2 separate regions of the Mus musculus genome follow, and region 1 is linked to region 2. The links are chromatin contacts, called in public HiChIP or PLAC-seq maps. All regions are on one chromosome and are shown on one strand. The core of a region is the stretch at or near the end of the contact, and the rest is flanking DNA. Distances in the headings are between cores, read along the strand shown. Region 1 has its middle 17 kb from the start of Tmem106b. Region 2 overlaps Thsd7a (thrombospondin, type I, domain containing 7A).

Region 1 (4,352 bases), core at 1,447-3,946, 450 kb before region 2:
GAAAAGTTTGGATGTTGTGGTTTTAATATGTTTGACCCATTGGAGGTGCTAGTGTTAGGAGGGTGGCCTTGTTGGATCAAGTGTCCCTATGGGAGTGGGCTTTGGAGGTCTCCTTCGATGCTCAGGCTTTATCCTTTATGAAAGCTAGCTTCCTCCTAGCTGCCTGAAGATGTCAGTCTGTCTTGGTTGCCTTCAGTTCAAGATGTAGAACTCTCAGTTCCTTCTTCAGCATTATGTCTGCCTGCAGGCTGCCATGCTTACTGCCATGATGGTAATGGACTGAACTTTTGAATCTCCAAGACAGCATAAATTAAATGTTGTCTTTTATAAAAGTTGCCTTGCTCATGGAGTCTCTTCACAGCAATGAAACTCTAACGGTGACAGATGTTCTTATGAAGGGATGATGACTATTTAAGGTCTATTCAATTTCTAAGTCTCAGACACTGTTTCCTCAAACATGTCTATAGAAGCTTTATACTCAGTAAATCATTGCTTAAAGTGAGGGGAAAACCCAAACAAACCCACCTATTCAAATAGAAGAAAAAAGTGACCCAAGAGAGTGATTTTGCATTCATATAAAACACCAGTCAGTCATAAGAGCATACTAGTGCAACTAATTTTGTCTTGTAAAAGAGCATAAAATTGCAAGGATGCATATAGTGCTATCCCATTTACATGCATTTTAAAAGCCAAAACAAATACATGTTATACAAATAGGAAAGTGATCACCTGAGTTACAGGGAGAAATTGACATTCAGAGGAATTCTTCTGGACCTGTGCAAAAGTTCCTTTTTTGTTTTGGGAAATAGTTATGGGGTTGAGCATAGCTATACAAACTGATTGAACTGGCTGCTTAATATCTGCAATTTACTTTTTTTATAAATCATTTATAATGTATTACAATCTCCATTCTTTCTTTTCCATAGCATTATTTTCCACTTTGAATGTTCTGAGTTTTTTGTTCTGTTTTGTTTTAATTTCTAAGTTTCAGTTCTTCAGACTCTGTTCCCTCAAACAGTGAGGTTCTATGATCTCTATTACAAGGACCTGTTTTATATTGCTAACCTATAAACTCTTGTTAGTATTCAGTCAGTTTCTTATTTTTTTACAGTACATGCAAATTGCCTTGGTTTGACTGATATTGTCCACTGTAGTCACCTTCTTTGATATTTGTTGTTCTTCTTATTTTCCTCTATTGTGGCTCCCTTGCTTCTTTTGATCTTTAATAACTTCATATCATATGAACACTGAACTGTATAAACATTTAAATTATTTTCTAGTGTGTATGTATCTTTATCATAAAGACACCTCCAACAGCTTTGTTCTATGAAACTAATGACAGACAGAATTTTCTTCTATTGTTTGAGACAGGATCTCATGTATATTCTAGGTTGCCCTGGAAATTACTATGTAGGTCAGGCTGGCTCAGACTTGATATGTAACACAGGTTGGCCTCTACTTTATTATCCTCATAACACAGGTCTCAAGTGCTAAGATTACTGGCATAAAAACCATACCTAATATACTGAGTTTGAAATAAATATTAATATTACATACTTTAAACCTGAAAGAAATGACCTTTTTGAAAAGTAAATTAAGGTAAAGAGATGAGTAATGAGAAGAGTTGATGGTGGTGATGTTTAAATAGATGCATTTTTCTTGTATACCTGATCTGATGATAATTATGAAGAACCACATAATCCAATATATGTAGTTAATATCATGAAAATTAGTGTGTAGATCTTCTTTTATGATTATCCACTTTCTAAACCGCTTTTAAGCTCTGCTAGAGCAAGGGTACTGAGGGAAAACAGGCATTTCTATAACATACAGAATTTAGGAACAGAAAATAAGTTCACACTGATTACAGAGAACAGATAGAGTTTGTAGTAGTTTTAAATCTGGTATGGATGATAAAGCAACATGCCATGCAAATCTTAGTCTGAAAAAGGACTTAGAAGATCCTGCAGAATACAGGAGTAGAGGGATGAGATTCCTGTTGCACAGAGTTGCAGGGATAGTGCCACAGAAGTGTGCCTTTCTGGACAGCTGATGAAATTTACTGCAGCTTTCCCCCTGGGATCTTACCCTGGGTTATAGGCCAGAGTGCTCACTAGGAAGGGTATGTATGCATCAGGGTCCTCATGCCTTGGACAAGGAAAGCACACAGCTGGCAACGCTAGCAATGACCAGATCTAGTATTCTGCTCTTCTCAGTGTACTGTTCTTGGCACTGCAGTTCATTTCTGTTCCATTTTAGGCTTGGAATGTGCTCATTATCTTCCGACTGTGCTCTCCCCCACTTCTTTTACTGATTAATCATCTTTCCTAGCTAATGTCATGGACCCAATAGGTCACCAGTTCTTTATTTTATTATTGAATTAATTGCCTACTTGGAAGTGCATTTTTCTACATTTCTATGGCTTTTTTTTGAATTTTTTGTTTAATATAATTATTCCTGTGATATCAGCTGACTCATTTCTACTGACATATTTTGTAGAACTCATGGAGTACTTGGCAGAACTACTTTGAGTCACAAATACTAAAGTAAACAATACATAGAGAACATTTAACAGACTTTGGCACCAGCCAAGCAAGCAAACCAAGAGATGTAATCTCTTTCTAGAGTGGACTACCCAATGACTAATGGAAAATTACAGAGATCACTTCTAGCTTTGACATTCCAACAAGGTGAGACTTTCACAAGAGATCAGGCATTAGTATGTAATAAATAACTAGAGCATGCAGGCAGAAAAACAAGCCTTGGATAAACAACGTGTGTCAGGAAGGTTCTACCTATTTCGTCATTTCTATTTCTATTTCCAGAATTTGGCTGGAAGAACCATTCAAAGTACATTCTGTAAAGACATCTTGGAGGGGTATTGTTGTTCTTTTTGTTTTTGTTTTTGTTTCGTTTTTGGTCAGGAATCTATGAGAACTATAGCAGTAAGTTTCCTGATTCCGTTTCATGAGGAAGCTTCTTCTTGAAGTAGATGGTAATTAACGCAGAGTTGCAGCTAGACATTGTACAGTGAGAGACTTTGGAGTGCTCAGCCCTAAATGGGATGTCCTATAAAACCCCTCCCTTCGAGGCTCAGGGCTTTATGTGGAACAGGAGACAGAAGGAGCCAAAGAACCAAAAGTGATGGGTGACTCCAATCCAACATGGCCAAAGCACATATGGATGAATTCAGAGAGACTGTGACATAGCATGCATCAGCTCTGCACAGGTTCAAACCAGACAAAATCCCATAGAGTAGTGAGCACGAAGTTGTACCTTAGCCACAAAGCTATTTACAATTGATACCAGCTGGAAAAGGAAACAGAAGCTTCTTTGGTGGAATTGGACAAAGTACACCCCCCCACACTCCAGGGCAGGCCTTTCCATGATCCTAACTCAAGTCCTCGTTCATTCAAATCCAGAGTTAACTTGAGTTTCTATTCAATATTTTATGGTCTAGAGACAGTTCTGGGAAAAATACATACTAAATTTCAAAAAATAATATACAACTCCCTTTTTATTATTCTCATCCTTAAACACCTTTGTTTACAGGAGAAAGCAGAATTGGACAGGGAATTCAAGACTATCCAATAGGTAGTTAGAATCTAAAGAAATATTTTAAGCATAATTTGGAATAAAATTTGCTATTATAAGTATTTAGCTTTCATTGTTTCATGCCAATCAGTGGGTGGAGCTTAAGAATTAATCCAAAGTGTTTCCATTTGTTCACTTATCAAATGGTATTGAGCATTATCTCTGTGTTAAGGGCTGCTCTAGACTAAAGGAAAATAAACATAAGCAGGGGTGGGTCTTGACTCCACTCAGCTTACACATCTGGGAATGCAGGCAAACTGGTTAAAACAGAGGACTGCCCTAAAAATGTCAAACAGTAGCAAGCTCAACAGAACAATGAGAGTCAGGGCAAAAAATAAAAGAAAGATGAGTACATTATTAATTTATGTGAATTCTTGTGAGGTTCTTCACTGGTACTTCAGTAGAGAGCTGATGAAACAGAGGAGCCTGACACGTGCTTCTTTGGAAAAGAACATCAAACAGAGGCATAGTAATGCTTCAGAGGTGGAGAATCAACATATCCTCAACCTGGAACTTAGGAAGAGCCCTGTGGATTTGAAGAATGAGTCCGGGGAGAGCTGAGGTCTCAGAATCTGTTTAGACAAACAGACCTTGTGATCACTGGCTCAACGCAGTGGGAAGCCACAAGACATTCGATCTGTGGAATATTATGGTCTGATTTACACTTAAAATATTAGAACGGTTCTTATGCAACCGTTTTTATGTTCAGTTTTATAAGGTCATTTGAGCAAAGTGGCTACAGATACATAGGCACTGCA
Region 2 (3,864 bases), core at 389-2,888:
TGGTGAACCATGCTCCAGAAGAGGGTGCTTTCTTAATCTTCCCCTCAAGAGTCATGAGCAGACATCCAGCTAAAGATGCTTTTCCAAGAGTGAATTGGCTGGAAAAAATGAAATTAAAATCATACATAACACATTTAATTCATCACCTCAATTAGCCTCAGCTTATGAAATTTATTATTTAGAAATGTTTCCAAAAGGTCTCATGTGAAAAAAAAATCTCGTTTATGAGGTCCAAACAAAGCGATTACTCAGCCATGGACAGTCTTCACATATCTTGGGTATCCTAATTTTATATAGGTCCTTCCTGCTCCTTCCCATTGCTTGTCTGAGTAGTTCACTGAGCAGTGACTGTTTTCATATATTCTATTTGTATCCCAATTACCTACTCTGTAGAAGCAGCTAATCTATGTGGTGTTATGATTTGCTTTCTATGATTTAATTCATATGTAGTAAAAATGCTTATGTATAATATCTTGATGCATTATATTTTTACTAATATTTCCATTGCTTCTTTTAATTCCACATTTAATTTGAATGATAATTTGGGGATTTGAGATAGTCTAAGAATATTGGAAATAATGATGCCTGTAGCAGGAGCCATTATTTCTAGCTCTCCTTTAAAGTTGCATTAAAAGTTCCAATAATTTGTAGGTAAAGCCCCATCATCATTTTCTTCCTTCTATTAAATAACTGTTGGGAGAGTATGTCAGTGCTTTGTTCTTCTCAATTAAACACTTGCTCTGTGTATAGAATTAGAATAAAGATTGGTTTATGCTTCAAAGATACCCCTAATTAAGTGATGAGCTAATGCATTCTGAAACCTGTTTTGTTTTCAACTCAGAGTCTGTGTCTGTTGCCAATTATCCCACAATTAATTGCAGTTTCAGTGTGAGAGATTCTGTTTCCTTTCTCGCTGCGCTGGAGGAGATCCCCTAACAGAAGCTTCTCTGATCTTCCAGCTTTGCATATCTTTCTGAAGTGCTATGACATACAGAGATTCACTCATTGCATTTCAATAGGGTCTGTTGTCCACTGAGCATATTTGATCAGTGAGTTAAGAATATATAATGGCTGTATGGACATCAAAGGGAAAGAGAAGGTCAAGCACAGGCAGATACTATAAGTCCTATTTTGATTTTTGTACTCCCTGACCCAAATTGTTTTATATGCATATTTCAAACAAGACATTATGCCACACACTACAGTAGTATATAATAGTGAATCTTTATAAAGTCTTATGAAATGCAAATATCTTACAGTAATGTCAAATATTAATTCCCAAAGAATAGTGACAATTTTCACTTTAATAACTGCATAAAGAAATACTACGACTTTCAATCTACACTGACCCAAAACTTAATAATGACACTGCTACTTACTGAATATAAAACATGCAAAGAAAATATCTCAAGTCTTTAGATCATGTAACATATGGATACTAAATAATGCACAGAAGTTTGAGTTTGTGAATTAATTTGAAGCCATTTCGGCAACACAGTAGATGTATGCTTATATCTGCAACCACCAAGTTAAAGTAAGTGCATTCTAGCTTCAACGGGCTCCAAACACATCTGAGAAGCTGCGATAATGGCAAATGGTGATTCATATGCTAGTACACTTGGGGAATTTTGATGTTGAATCATGGGTTATTTAGATAGCTCATTCTGGCCTTGAGGAAATGACTGGCTGAGTGTTGCACATCCTTTCTCCGTGTAGTATTTGCTTCCAGCATATTCACACAGAGAATACTCAGTAGAATTTCTTCTTAAAAGAGTTCTCTGAGAGTTAAGCAAAGAATAGTATGAGTGACTCCCTAAAATAGCCAGATCAATCATGTCAACTTAGCCTAGCACCAGAGGCAGGAGGACAAAGAAAGAACAAGCAAACATTTTAGCAACCAGAATACCAATGATTATACTTGTTAATGCTGAATACCTAGCATGGGCCGTATTGACATCTAGGTGCTCTACATTTGTACTTAGACCCTTCAAAGGTCTGCTGAGTTGGCTCTTTTCACCATTTATAGGTAGAATAGATATAAAGAACATTCATTTTGCATATAGGCAGAAACCATGACTCCCTGAGAAACCAAGCTTCTGGCTATTCAATCAAACACTGGATTGTAGGCTGCTGGATGTGAATTTCTGTAGATATAATTAAAATTTCAGGTTAATTAACACAGATAAGATTTTCCTGGTCATTTTGCTTGACAGAATCATGCAAGCATTTCCCCATTAATTAATTAATTTATTTATTCACTTTATATCCTGATCGCTGCCCCTCTCCCTTCCGAGTCCCACACTCACATACCCTACCCCTCCTCCAATTCCTACTCCCATTCATATCTGAGAGGGTCGAGGTCCCCCATGGATGCTTTCTCAGGTTTTAGGCAAAAAAGAGAACATAAAATATAGGCCAGAGGATGGTTTGTAAAGGTAATAGCACTTAGACGATTGTAGATAAGCAGATGAGATGACTACAGGCAATTCCTTGCTGATACACACAAAATAGGAAGAATTGTGCTTATAAAGATAGTATCAAAGACCTGGACTCTGCCTACATTCTGAATGAGTGTCATGAAGGATTTCCCAACAGGTTCCTTATATTATCACACTTAATTGAGTCAATGTCTAAATTACAGCCTTGTTATACCTTAAGCATCGAACTCAGCAACATGGTACCAACTTCTTACTATAAAAATATGAACCGATAACTGTAACTGGGTATGATCTCTTTATAGTGATTTGTTAAGCAGCAATTAAAAGTTAAATATAGTCATACCATTACTGAGGGTGCATGCTAGGAAGCTCTATAGAATTAGAAGTTAGACTAAAACACTGGGGCAGATTTCACACTCAAGAAGTACTCATAGACTGGGGACAGAGGTGAGATCTAGAAACAAGAAGGTGGCCATGGTAAGTAACTTGACATGGGTGGTCACCTAAAGGGAAAAAATGATCTGAGGTGTCACTGAACTTTGAGAGAGAATGAAGAAAGATCCAGCCTGGCTGAGAAGGGCCATTTCTCTATAGTCTACTTAGCATCATGAGGATGATATTGGCTTAGAAATCAGCTAACTTTGTATTACCCAGAAGGTTCTTAGAGATGCTGAATATCACTTTCCAACCTACACTTAATAAGCGGGCTGTGCGCATTAACAATATTTTCACTAGCATGATCAATTTGAATACTATTTGAAAAAATACTGAACTAAGAGAAAACGAGTATTGTATATACCTATCAGCTTGTTAGTTGAAGTAGAAGCTCAGGAAAAAGAAACCAAGAGTTGGGAATTATTTGGTACCACTGTCTATCCTCTAAATGAGTTACAATGATGCAAATAGTTTACAGTGTTCTAAACAAATGGAGTATACAGTAAGAGAAAATCGATTTGCAAATCTTTGAAGCAAGAACTTTACAAAAAAAATGTTGCTTCAGCTGAATGGTATATGAAAGATCTGGTAAGATATGCATTGTATGGTTTATGGTCGAACATATCTTACAGGGCTCACATCAAATAAGTTGCTCTGCTCACATTGTGTTTACTTACATCGTTAATTGAATGCAGATTTAGAAAACCACCATTAAGAAAAACCCTACAAAGTCTTATTACTTGCAGGAATTTGAAAGCAAATTGTACTCTGGCAAGTTCTGCAAACACACCTTTAAAAGTAATCAGAACTATGAGAAGAAAGTTTTCAAAATCAACTCCATGAATCAGGAATATATTTTCATCTTCATGTAAAATAAAATTAATAAACTCAAATACCACATTTCTTTACCGAAGGCTTTGCAAACAACCTAGGCAGATAAATTTAAATATAGAGAGTTCTTTAAAATTGACATTTTTTTTTTTTTTTTACC

What was found. HiChIP or PLAC-seq counts read pairs in DNA pulled down with a chosen protein or histone mark.
Region 1: a contact with region 2 is called in an H3K27ac HiChIP or PLAC-seq map of the NIH/3T3 cell line, with 4 times the contacts expected there. The contact joins two enhancer-like sites. A contact is called at or near these places in 1 of 39 promoter capture datasets (hippocampal neurons) and 2 of 115 datasets of contacts at active chromatin or transcription factors (the NIH/3T3 cell line and stem cell-derived neural progenitor cells).

Annotation. Positions count from the first base shown.
Region 1 is chr6:13,050,870-13,055,221 of GRCm38.p6, reverse strand. No RefSeq gene overlaps it. Among named protein-coding and RNA genes, the nearest start is that of Tmem106b, 17 kb to the left of the region's middle. Within about 2 kb of position 2,696, at least 58 of the 459 cell types and tissues checked have an H3K27ac peak or open chromatin away from gene starts, as enhancers often do. A contact at or near this core is called in the NIH/3T3 cell line, where this site is marked.
Region 2 is chr6:12,600,160-12,604,023 of GRCm38.p6, reverse strand. The region is part of intron 1 of Thsd7a (thrombospondin, type I, domain containing 7A); the gene reads left to right. Among named protein-coding and RNA genes, the nearest start is that of Thsd7a, 150 kb to the left of the region's middle. Within about 2 kb of position 1,638, at least 11 of the 459 cell types and tissues checked have an H3K27ac peak or open chromatin away from gene starts, as enhancers often do. A contact at or near this core is called in the NIH/3T3 cell line, where this site is marked.